2 separate regions of the Mus musculus genome follow, and region 2 is linked to region 1. A link is a contact called in public promoter capture Hi-C data. All regions are on one chromosome and are shown on one strand. Each heading gives the region's core, a stretch centred on a gene start, on an enhancer-like site or on the middle of the called end of the contact. The rest is flanking DNA. Distances are from core to core; before and after follow the strand shown.

The links. Promoter capture Hi-C pulls out the DNA fragments that hold promoters and counts their contacts.
Region 2: a promoter capture Hi-C map of pre-B cells shows a contact between it and region 1, with 6 times the contacts expected there. The contact joins the promoter of Srek1ip1 here to the promoter of Ptcd2 in region 1. A contact is called at or near these places in 1 of 39 promoter capture datasets (pre-B cells) and 2 of 484 Hi-C or Micro-C datasets (CD4 T cells and uterus).

What each region holds. Positions count from the first base shown.
Region 1 is chr13:99,340,339-99,346,116 of GRCm38.p6, forward strand. Ptcd2 (pentatricopeptide repeat domain 2) reads right to left here and starts at 4,340. Exons shown (of 10, transcript NM_026873.2): 1 at 4,226-4,340; 2 at 2,975-3,067. The coding sequence starts at 4,331. It overlaps Mrps27 (mitochondrial ribosomal protein S27), which reads left to right and starts at 4,448. Exons shown (of 11, transcript NM_173757.3): 1 at 4,448-4,537. The coding sequence starts at 4,465.
Region 2 is chr13:104,814,619-104,820,101 of GRCm38.p6, forward strand. Srek1ip1 (splicing regulatory glutamine/lysine-rich protein 1interacting protein 1) reads left to right here and starts at 2,552. Exons shown (of 5, transcript NM_026075.3): 1 at 2,552-2,748. The coding sequence starts at 2,736. Cwc27 (CWC27 spliceosome-associated protein) reads right to left here and starts at 2,335. Exons shown (of 14, transcript NM_026072.1): 1 at 2,069-2,335. The coding sequence starts at 2,110.

The sequences.
Region 1 (5,778 bases), core at 3,090-5,589:
CTACAGATGACTCATGAGAAGGTAAAGTGTGGCCAGGCCCTGGAACGATCAGTGAGCAGGATAGGAAGAAGGGAAGGAGGGAAATGTAAATTCACGATGGAGTCAGCCCACCACACGGTCGTTAGCCCATGTGACTAGGACTATTTTGTGTCCTTGCATTGAGTCAGCTTCTCCTCTGCAATCCTCACGGCCTGTCTTTACGATGCTGCAAGAAAGTAACCATACCACTATATGGTGAGCAGAGAAAATCTTTAAAAAAGAGAAAGAAAACAAAAACAAAGACAAAATCCGCCACAAACAACAACAGCAACAGTTCTCTAAACACTAGCACTCTTAGCAACAGAATCATTTTCAGGTTACCACCGTCTATGATGTCTCTGCACTGACGGGCCTCTCTAGAGTGGTGGTTCTATGGGAGCACACAGCTTCAGGGCACACAGCTTCTGGGTACAACTTTCCTCAGTCCTGTTGTGAGGCACAATGCAGGAGCCTAGGGCAGGGCTGTTCTCGGTTCAGGAGTTGCCTAGGACTTGTTACAAGGCCCAGAGCTGTGAAAGGATGCTGTTGATGTACACTCGCAACGTAAGAACAAGAGCAATGTCTGTTCTCCGTGTCTGAGAAAATTCCTACATGGTTAGTGACCAAGGCACTGGGTCTTTCAGTCATTCTTCCCAGAACCAGGCGATGGTTTTGGAGATGCAAGGACCTGTGCAGACCTGGGTCATGCTACTTACATGCTCTGGGAAGACGCTTGTCTGTTCCTCATGAGACATCGTTCCTCATGCACACAGTCAGGACTACGATGCCTATGCCTCACGGGATTACATGAGAGTATGGACAGACAGCATCTGGCACAGGGCCTTCCGTACAGTCAGTGCTAGGAAGTAATGGCACTAGCAACCTCATTTCCATCCTGTCCCTGTATGAACTAAGCAATGCAATTTTGGGGATTTCTAAGCAATTTCTCATCTAGAAGATTTTAAAGTAATGATTTTGCATCCTGTACCTCTTACTCATTAACCCAGTGAATCTAAAACATTTTAAAAAATGTAAATTAGGACTTCAATAATTTGACTTTCAAGTATTTACCACATGATCACAGTCAAGAGCAATGTGTCTCTCGCACAAAGCTATCTCTCTTCCCTAAGGGTTTAAAGGCTACCCAGGAAGTCAGGTTACTTTGTAGAGATAGCACGTGAACAAAACCAAAGCAGTAAGAAGAGTCACATTTTGACATCTGTTGTGACTGTGAGCAGGACAGATAACGTTCCCTGAAGTGGAGGACTATCAGGGAATGTGGTGATGGAAAAGTCTGTACAAAGTATGGTACGTGACAGAGTGACACTGTAGGCTCCTAAAATAATAGAACGGTGGCAGGATTGTATAAGTACCAGTCTGATAGTGCCGTAGACGGGGCTGACTTTTAGACTGCATCTGGGAACAGGTCCACAGCTATCACAGATTCATGAAGACCATGGCAATTAGACATAACAGCAGGGAGTACTTCCTATGCAAACCTCAGATAGGCCCAAAATACCCAAGATCAAAAGGCAAGCCTGGGGCCTGGAGATGGCTGAGCTGTTGAGAGCACTTGTTACTGTTGTAGAGGGCACACAGTCAGGGTCTACATGGCAGCTAACCACTCTCTGGAACTCCAGAGGACTCAGTGCACTCTTTTGGCCTTAGCACTGCAAACACATAGTACATACATGCAAGCAAAACGCCCACAGACTGCCTCCTTGACTGCTAGGGCTTGACCCTGAAAAGCAGTGAGAAGGAACAGGACGGGAGGGATGGAGGCATGAAGTGTCAGTCAGTCTCTCAGTGGGATCTGGCTGGGAACTGGCGGTGGCAAGAGGAAGGAGTGTTGGGTGTGTATCAGAGGGTCACAAGGCAAGCTGCATAGGCAGGAACGTGAGAGAAAGGTTTAGAAGTGGAGGTAGGGAGATGATGGTAAGAGTGGGCAGGGTGTGATGTTCATATGTGAAACTGTCTTAGGTCAATAGTAACCAATGAGGTCTTTTAAAAACGAATCAACAAAAGCCAGAGGAAGTCTTAGATATGCTTATCAAGGAGTTTGAAGTCTTCAACCTGCAGGACAGAGGGAATGAACACAAGATTGCTAAGATATGACAGGGACTAAAGCCAAAGAACTGGTGTCCTCATGTTTTTAGTGCTTTTTACATGTTTTAAATATTTTGATTTTATGCAGGCATGCATGTCTGCACAAAGGTTTGTGCACATTTATGCCTGCAAAGACCAGAAGAGGGCAACGGAGGAGTTGAAGCTAGACCATTATAGGCAGTTCTAAGTCACCCAATGTGAGTGCTAGGAACCGAACTCAGGCTCTCTGGAATAGCAGCAAGCACTTTTAACTCCTTAAGTATCTCTCAAAAGTAGGAGGGAAAAAAAAAAACCAGTATAATGACCCTCATCTGGCAATCAGTCTTAACAGGTGCCAAGTTTGCTAATTTTGATTCTTCTGTGTAGCCTAAATACAGTGAGCTTTTCAAAGTAAATCCTAGATTCTAAAGTGTGAAAAATCCAAATGTACTACCACACCATGGTCTTACTGACCTACAAGTATATCACAGGTCTACGGTATACTTAATCAACATTTGAAAGCCTGGACTCTTGAACTATGTAGTCTATTCCAATCTGCTGCCTTTCCAAGTCTATCTCTATCGATCTCCCAATTGATGCTGATGATGGTCCTCAAATCATATTCTGAGCAGCAGAGATCTAGATGACTGGCCACAGGGCTAATATCACTATTTTCGTGGGGTTCCTAGGGGCAGGGCTAAAGGAAGAGCCATGGACTTGAAGTACCAGAGTCTGAGAGAAAGGGTTGATGAGGAAACTAATGGTCACTCTGTCTTTTTTCTCTCTATGAGATAGGTCTTGAAAGAGTGAATAGAGACAAAGGAGAAATATGAATGACAGACGATTAAAGAATTAATAAAACAGATATTACCTTTGGTGCCAGGTAGGTTATATGCAATAGCTATCTTCTTATGTTGAAATTCCTTTAACTTCACAATGTTATCTGTGAGTAGGTATCTTTTAGCTAAAAAGTAGAAAAAGAAAATAAAGTCATTTTGATTGCTCTCCCCCTCCCCCGCAGCAAATAAGAGCATGGTTGCCTCTAAAGGATCCATCCAGAGAGGTACAAATACTATATATCCCTGGTGAGAAGCAAACATCTCCAGTCAAGTATTGAATGCAAGTCTTACATTTGAAAGAGGTAGGGATTGATGGAGTGTGAAGACTGGTTGACAAGATGAGCTATGAAGAACAAATGGGCATTTGCTATCTAGTTGGGGGCTAGCAATGCAGACACCTACACACACACACACACACACTGCAGACACCTACACACACACACACACACACACACACACACACTTTTGCTTGGTTTATTTTGGGAGAAACATGAAATATTGGGAAAAGCTATATCATGACTTCCAGTTTTGAAACTTCGGCACTGAAGATAGCCTTTCAGATCTGGACTCAGTAACCCTAGATCAGAAATCACTGACCACAGATCAGCAAGTCTGGAATGTACCCTTCTGCATCGTTGGCTGTGCATGAGATAAAAACAGATGAACCGTGCACTGAGATCTGACACAGTAAGGTAGTAACAAAAATAGTTGTTTATGAAAAGGCAGTCCTGTGACGCTGTCAGATCTGGGTCTTTAGTTCAAATACAGCATCTGCCAGCTCCCTGTGACCTTGGGCGAGTGACAACCTTGTCTACTTCCTATTCTGTAAATGAAGAAGGGTACCTCTGTCACTGGATGCTATGTGTGTGTGTGCGCGCCCACATTATAATAATTTTATTATCAATAGCAGTCACGCCTTCAGAAAGGCGGTAAGGAATAATTTGGGGGATGAGGACGCCTGCCTCGAGTCTTTGAGAATGTAAGCAGCACAGCTTGGGTTCCCATCTCTTAAACTCCGCACCAAAACCTTGCAGAAAAGGACACCCGACGACTGAGGTATGTTCTCGAAGAGCAACTTGGACCTTTGCAAGTGCAGTCCCTAGCTGCCCTTTGCTTTCCAGGCACAGAGCAGAGGGGTTCACAGTCCGGAAGCAAACCGGGCTGCTCACGCGTGCAGCAAAAGGGAAAGGGCGCACGAGCCTCCTCCAAAAAGAGAGGCCGCGGTGGGCTCACGCTCCCTTCTCTTCCACCCTCCCTCCTTCCAGGCGTGCGGCCGCTCGTACCTCCGAGAGTGCAGCGGCAGCAGGCGGAGCCTGAGCCCGTCACCCCGGGATGCAGCGAAGGACGCGGCACCCGCAGGCGTTCCAGGGGCCGAAACACTGTAGCCATGTTGTTCCGGGCCGGGCTGCACCATCTGCGGGACCCGGGCAGGGGGGACCTCTGAGGTGGTAGGACCACTTCCGGCGGAGGCGGGCTCTGTGCCTGTCCCCCCACGCCCGCCTTCCACTTGGTGCGCTCCAAGATGGCGGCTCCCATGGTGCGGTGTGGGATGCTCCTGGCTCGGCGACTAGACGCGTCTCGCCTTTGCCTCGCAGGTTGGTGGCTGCTGCCTTGGAGCTGCAGCTCCATTTAGGCCTCCCAGCACGCTGTTTATTGAAGGAAGGGGGTGATGGGCTTCCAGGAAGCGCATAAGTGCGTCTGGGATCCGGTTGCTAGAGAAGCCGTTTAGGGTATTGGTAACCCAGAAAGGAAAAATAATCCCTCTTCTTTAAGGCTAGTACCCGCCATTCCAAACTTTTGAAAAGTAGGGGAAGGCTGTAGCATGAGGTTCTGCGTATGTCTTGCAAGTTTAATGTATTAAATTAGTAGACTTCTTGGTGATCATGAAAAACCCAAATATGTTCACTCCGTGGGCTAGAACAGTTTTCTTCCCCTGAGATTTCTTTGGAGGGTCATCAGGCAAAAGTTTTCCCTCACTGCCTTGTACTTGATGACCCGAACCCTTGGTCTTCATCTCCTGAAAGAATTTTTCAACACTAGCCTCACTTTACCTGGTGACCTTGGCCACAACTTCTGCCTGACATTTCTTTTTTTTTTTTTTTTTCCACCAGTAGGTAAACAAGCAGAGCGATTTGATGGCTTGAGTTGAATCACATAATCACTCAAAGCCTTTTTAGGGTACCTAATGGTGAAAATACGTTTTGAAGTTTTTGCAAAACCCGAGTTTGTAGTGCTTACAATCTCGTAATCCTTGAAGATGTGCCAGATAACAGAAGTAAAATGAACTAACCACACTTGGATGTTTGCAATGCTGCTTGTTTTCAATCAGACTCCCTTAACACCAGTCACAAAAAGAGAAGCAATGCTCACTTGCTCTCACTCCTGTAAGTGTACAGCCATTTAAAAACTCCACAGTTGTCCTCAAGAGTTTTCTAAAGATAAAGTGTTTGAACTACCTGGCAAGAACACTTCATATCACACATTTGACAAATTGATACGAACAATATTTGGCACTAAGAGTGCTTTGTAGAGCTATTTGGCATATTTAATTGTGATTGGTAGTAAATTCTTTGAAGTTTCATAAGACCCACACTAGTAGATACAGGAGAGTAAGTTGGTTGCTTATAATGGCTGGGGCAACTATTGTAACAAAGGAATGGAAACTACACAGAGCAACTTGAGAGAACCTTTACTTTGGCAGTTTATACTCTGAAGCTATCCCAACTTGGTAGTTGCTAGTACTTGTAGCTATTTAAATTTAAGTTGAAGATAAATAAGATTAAAAACTAAGTTTCTTCACGGCAGTTAGTGTTTTATGTGGTCAGTACATCCATGT
Region 2 (5,483 bases), core at 1,302-3,801, 5.5 Mb after region 1:
TAATCCTGGCTGCCCTGGAACTTGCTTTGTAGACCAGGGTGGCCCTGTACTCAGAGATCTACCTGTCTCTGCCTGCCAGATGCTGTGATTAAGATAAGCACCACTACTCCTGGCCAAGTTTCTACATTATTACTGCTATCTTTAAAATGACATTTGTGAAAGCAGGCTTAGTTAATCTAGGTACCATGTAACTAACAATTAAAACTTAGATCATAACATTAAAAAATTACCGACAAGTACCTGGACTTTGTGTGATTTCTTTTTTCTTTCATTCTTTTTTAAAATGTGAGTTCTGTAACATGTGTCTTTAATCCCAGTGCTCTATGGTGAGCCAAGGAGACAAGAGGTTCTCCAGAAGCTCACAAGCCAGCGAGGCTGGCACAGGCAGCATCACACAACAAAAAGACGCTGCCTTTAATTAAGCTGAGAGAAGATAAGGGCCATCAACTAAAGTTATTCTCTGAACCTTCGAATGTGTGCAGTGGGACCAGCATGGAACAAGACACAGACACAAACAGACATAGACACACATACACACACACACACACACACACACACACACACAAAGTTTTAAAAATACTTGTTGTATGAATGAGCTCCTGTTCAGAAGTGCTTTTACTCTGTGGATATATCAAATCATTTCCTACAGTAAACAACTGTTTCCAGCACAGCTAAGGACTCATATGAAACCCTGTTTTAGTTCTTAAAAAAGAAGTCATTAGAGTCAAACAACTAAATGTGCCCATGAGGAATAACAGTTTAACTCCACCCTCACCTATGCTTAATACCTCTCAGAAGCTAAAGAAACAGCATTAAGTCATGTGCCTAGCTATTCTTTCGTAGTGTACGAACTCTACGTAAAGCAATGTTCTAGGCCAGTGGTTCTCAACCTTCCTAATCCTGTGACCCTGTAATACAGTTCCTCATGTTGTATTTACCCTCAACCGTAAAACTATTTCCAGCTATTTTATAACTGTAATCTTGCTGTTATGAATCCTAATATAAATATCTAATATGCGGGGTATCTGATATTCGACCCCTGTAAATGGGTTATTCAACCCAAGGGGTCATGAGCCACAGGTTGAGAACCACTGCTCTAGATGCTCATCTTCAACTCTATAGTGTTTGCATTCTATATAGGAAAGAAACCAAGGTAAGATACTGTTAAATACTGGGTAATTGCTGAGACCCAGGGCATCACTGAGATCTGCTATTTGATAGGCTTCTTTGTTACATTTGAACAGGTAAAATAGCAAACTAGAGAAATGAAGCGTGAAGGTTCTGCATTGTGGAATGGTCAGTCTATTTCATCTCTACACGCATTTATTCATTAAAATTAATATTGTCCTCTAGAAATATATAGCTCAGCATGAAATCTATCAGGGAATCTACTCCCATTCCTATGAAATAACATTCCTCACTCCTCCCCTGCTTCTAACTGACAATTATCTCAAAAGATATCTCCTCCAAGATGTTTTCCCCATCATTTCCTGTTTTCCCTCCATCACTGTCATGGCAATATAATCTCTTCTTCAATACCTCCCAAGCAAAGGCAGGTGTGTTCATGCACGTCTGTAATCCTGAGATAGGGAATTAGTATATATATACGTGTGTGTGTGTGTGTGTGTGTGTGTGTGTGTGTGTGTGTCTATAATACAGACACACATATAAAGGTAGAATACCAACCTTTGTATCATCAGCACCTAGTAGAGTGCGTGGTGCCAAAGAGGCCTTCAATAATGACTGTAGAGAATGCACGATCTCCAAGTTAAACAACAAGCAAAAGTGTACAATCTTGAGATAAGTCTTAAAAACAATAGACACTAGAAGGCGCTCACGTGAGTTGGATCAAGGAAGTTAAGGGGTCAGAAGACTAGCGAATAGGGAGGTTGCCCAAGAACTCTTTCAAAAATATGCTGAGACACGTCACCGTAAAGAATATAAATGCAACACTGGCCATATGCAGGGTGTGGAGAAGAGTCCTTTGGTCTTTCCACCTCTAAAATCCCCGATAGCTGCCCCTCCCTGCCCGCCCCCAGTCACCGTGTCCAGGAGGTAAGGCTCTCACCTTCCCATTAGTGGGCGGCTCCTGGATGTAGATGTTACTCATCTTGCTCAGTGCTCAGGACTCCGCTCCTTAGTGTGGCCGCAAGCGAATGGCGGGTCTCCGGCGAGGCCCACCTGTTAGCACACAATTCTTTAACCTGAGTATTTGGGGGAAAACTTCACTCGGTCAGAGTCGGACAAGACAGCCGTACTAATCACTAGTTACTCCCCAAACTAGCCCATCATGGACGCCGCCATGTTGCTCCCGGACCGGAGCACCGCTAACCCCGGGAGGGGGGACTTCCCTGTCCTTCAGGAAACTAGAAAAGACTATAGGACCTCTACAACTTTAGAGAATTTGTAGCGAGGTTTATAATACGAGCTAAAGGGCCAATCCGTAAATCCCGGGGCTGCGTCCAGGTCAGGCGATTGCAGATAGCACTCACCTCCCGAAGCGGGCCGAAATGGTTCCGACCGCGTGTGCTCCGCGGTAGGACACCCCTGGAAACTGCATCCACAGCCACTTAGTTCCGCCAACCCTAGATGTGCATCGGGCCTTCCCCTGCCCGGTGAAGTTGTAGTGGCCGGGTGGGAGAGATCCCTTTGGGAATGCGCTGTCCTCGCAACGGACCTGAACCTAACGTGATCTCGAAAGCCCAGGACTCCGACGATCCCACTCACCTTGCATCATGGCAGTCCCAGGTGAAGGTCAACCGCAGGGCTCTCTCACTCCAGAGGAATGAGACGAGCAGGGAAGCCCAGAGCACGGGGGTGGGTGGCAGCGAGCACTTGGGGAATCAGGCGAAGGCCTAAAAATTTAGATTTGGTCGGCTTACATGAAAAAGCTTATACTACAAGTTCAAAGCGGGGTGAGAAAGATAGGGAAAGATCATCTCTGTCATTCTTGGACAAGCCCAAACTGCACAGGATTAGAGGGAAAGTGTATTGTAAGAGGGACAAGGGACTTGGTGACAATGAGAACTGTAGGCCTAAGGGGACAACTTGCCCAGAAGACTGTAACTTTCACACGATTTCAAAATAAAATTCGAAATGTGAGCATTTTGCCGAATCCAGGTGGCTATACACATTATACTGAAAGTCGCCAAGAAGAGCACCTGAGGCTTGTTCTAGCACTTCCAGCCTGTAATTTCTATGTGGCTGCAGGCCCGCTGCTGTGCCCTTCCGGGCCTCAGTTTCCCTATCAGTTTCAAGACAGTGCTTTCTCGAATTAGATCTAAGATTCTTTGTAGGTTCCACTTTTGTGTTCAGAGGTTTCTAACCTAGAAACGGCAAACTGAGCTCCGGGGATGTTTTTGTTGCTCCAGTTTACTGGGGAGCCGCTAAGAACTTCCCCAAGCCGACTTTGTCAGAATGTGTTTCTGTAAAACCCTATTATCAAGCAGGTGTTTTTAAGAGATATACCCGCCTCGCATCTCGGAGATTCACAGTGCATAGTACTGTAGGAAAGACCCTCAAACTATTTGTGAAGCCCCAACTTTGCTTAACACTGCCCCTTCCCGCTACTGTTTGACCCCTGTCTTTGTTCCGTGGCAGCCTTTTCTGAACTTTATTCTAGAGATTACTGTTGCGGGGTGGGGCTGCTTCCTAACTTCTGCAGAGGAGCACTCCAGGAGCTGTGAAAAGAGAGGTGACTACATTTATTGAGTGTGTGGCAGTCAGCATGGTAGAAACCCTTGCTCTCCTAGAATTCGGGGGGGGGGGGATTTACAGAAAGTAGAACTAACGCTGGGGCGAGCAAAAACAGGACACCTAACAGGATCCAGAGTGTACAAAAGGATGTTCCAGATGAAAGCTAAAGAAAGGTGAGAGTGCAGGGGACCTGCAGGGAGAGGGAGCAGATACAGAAAGGAAGAGGAACTAAAAGAGGGAATGAAAGAGCCCTGCCGTGGCTAACGATCAGCTAACCTGAGAGAAAAGAGAAATTAACTAAAGCGATAATTCAAAGTATCTAACTTTTACTATGTAACCCATGTATCTGATACTATGTCAAACATTGTATATTTTTTTCCTCCCTTTAATAACCACTGCTATGAGATAGCTGTTGTTAGTCTCACTTCACAGACGGAGAAATCAAGTAACTTGCCTATTACAAAAGCTAATGGAGATTATCCAAGCTCTTGGCCACCATGAATGCAAATGCATTCTCCAACATATCCATGGCACAATAGATTCCCTGCGACTGAAGGACCTTACAAGCAAAAACAAAGTGTTAGGATGTTAATAGACAGTAGGAAAACACTTAACAGCTTTAAGAAAAATTACATTTTAGGATACTGTGACCTAGAGGAGAGTTAGTTAATGTAGAGGCGTTGTTGGTACTTAAGGGTGATTCTGGTCAGTTATGTTACCATTGAGGATGTAGACTCATTAAGAGAGAAGCAGCTAATTTGGAGGGGGGGGTGGTGGTGGTGGTAGAATCACTAAGAATTAATTGCTTTGGTGTGGGTAGGAAATGAGATTAACCTGGTTTTTGACATTAGCTCATTTGAGGAGGCCTCATAACTGGGAAGACATCCCTCAAGATCAGAGTTGAGAGATGGTGGTAAGGTCAGTCTGGAACTTGTGTTGAGGTCTATCTGGCCCGGGATGGAAATGGCCCATAGATAGCATGGGAATAAACAGAATACTGGACAAGAAGTCAGAGTCAAAACCAACACTTATTATAGGACTAAAAGGATAAAGTGTGAGGGACTGTGCAGACACAGTGGGTAATGTGTGAAGGGAAGACCTGACTGGAGTCTAGGAATAATAGCATGTAAAGGAAAGAGCTGAGAACCACGAGCCTGCACAGTACTTGCCTAAGCATTTCGTGAGGCTCTGGTGACCTCTGCATCACACAGTTGCACCCAGAGTTGGCCTGCTGTCACTGCCCATCATTTGGGCAGGCGCTGGAGCACTGGTAGAGTATGAACACACCAGGAGACACACCGTAAAACTTTAGGAATGATAATTTGCTCCTGAAGAAAAGGGACAAAAAGTGATTTTTCTTCTAGCTTTGTTTGAGATGCTCTTAAACTTGAGACCAGTGTTAAAAAAAATGTTAACCTTTCAATTCAAAATAATGTTTCAAAGCATAATAATAAATTGTGTCATTAAGCCAGATGGAATGACTTACATAAACTGCTTAAACCCACCCCCCCCAAAAAAATCAAGATAATAGGCTTGACAGGTGGCACAAACGCACAATGCAACTGCTTTAGAAAGTGCAGATACAGAAGATGTTAAGATAATTTCTTGGATGATCGATCCAGATGCTGCACGGAAGGAAAATGGGGCTCCATTGAGGTGATCATCAAGAAGGACAAGTATTGTGTCATGCTCTTTTATTTTAGGTGTGATGGATTCAGCTTGGGGTGATTGTGCTCCTGGTTATTATAAGGTATAACTATAGAGTAATGAGGCTGCTTTTCAGAAGC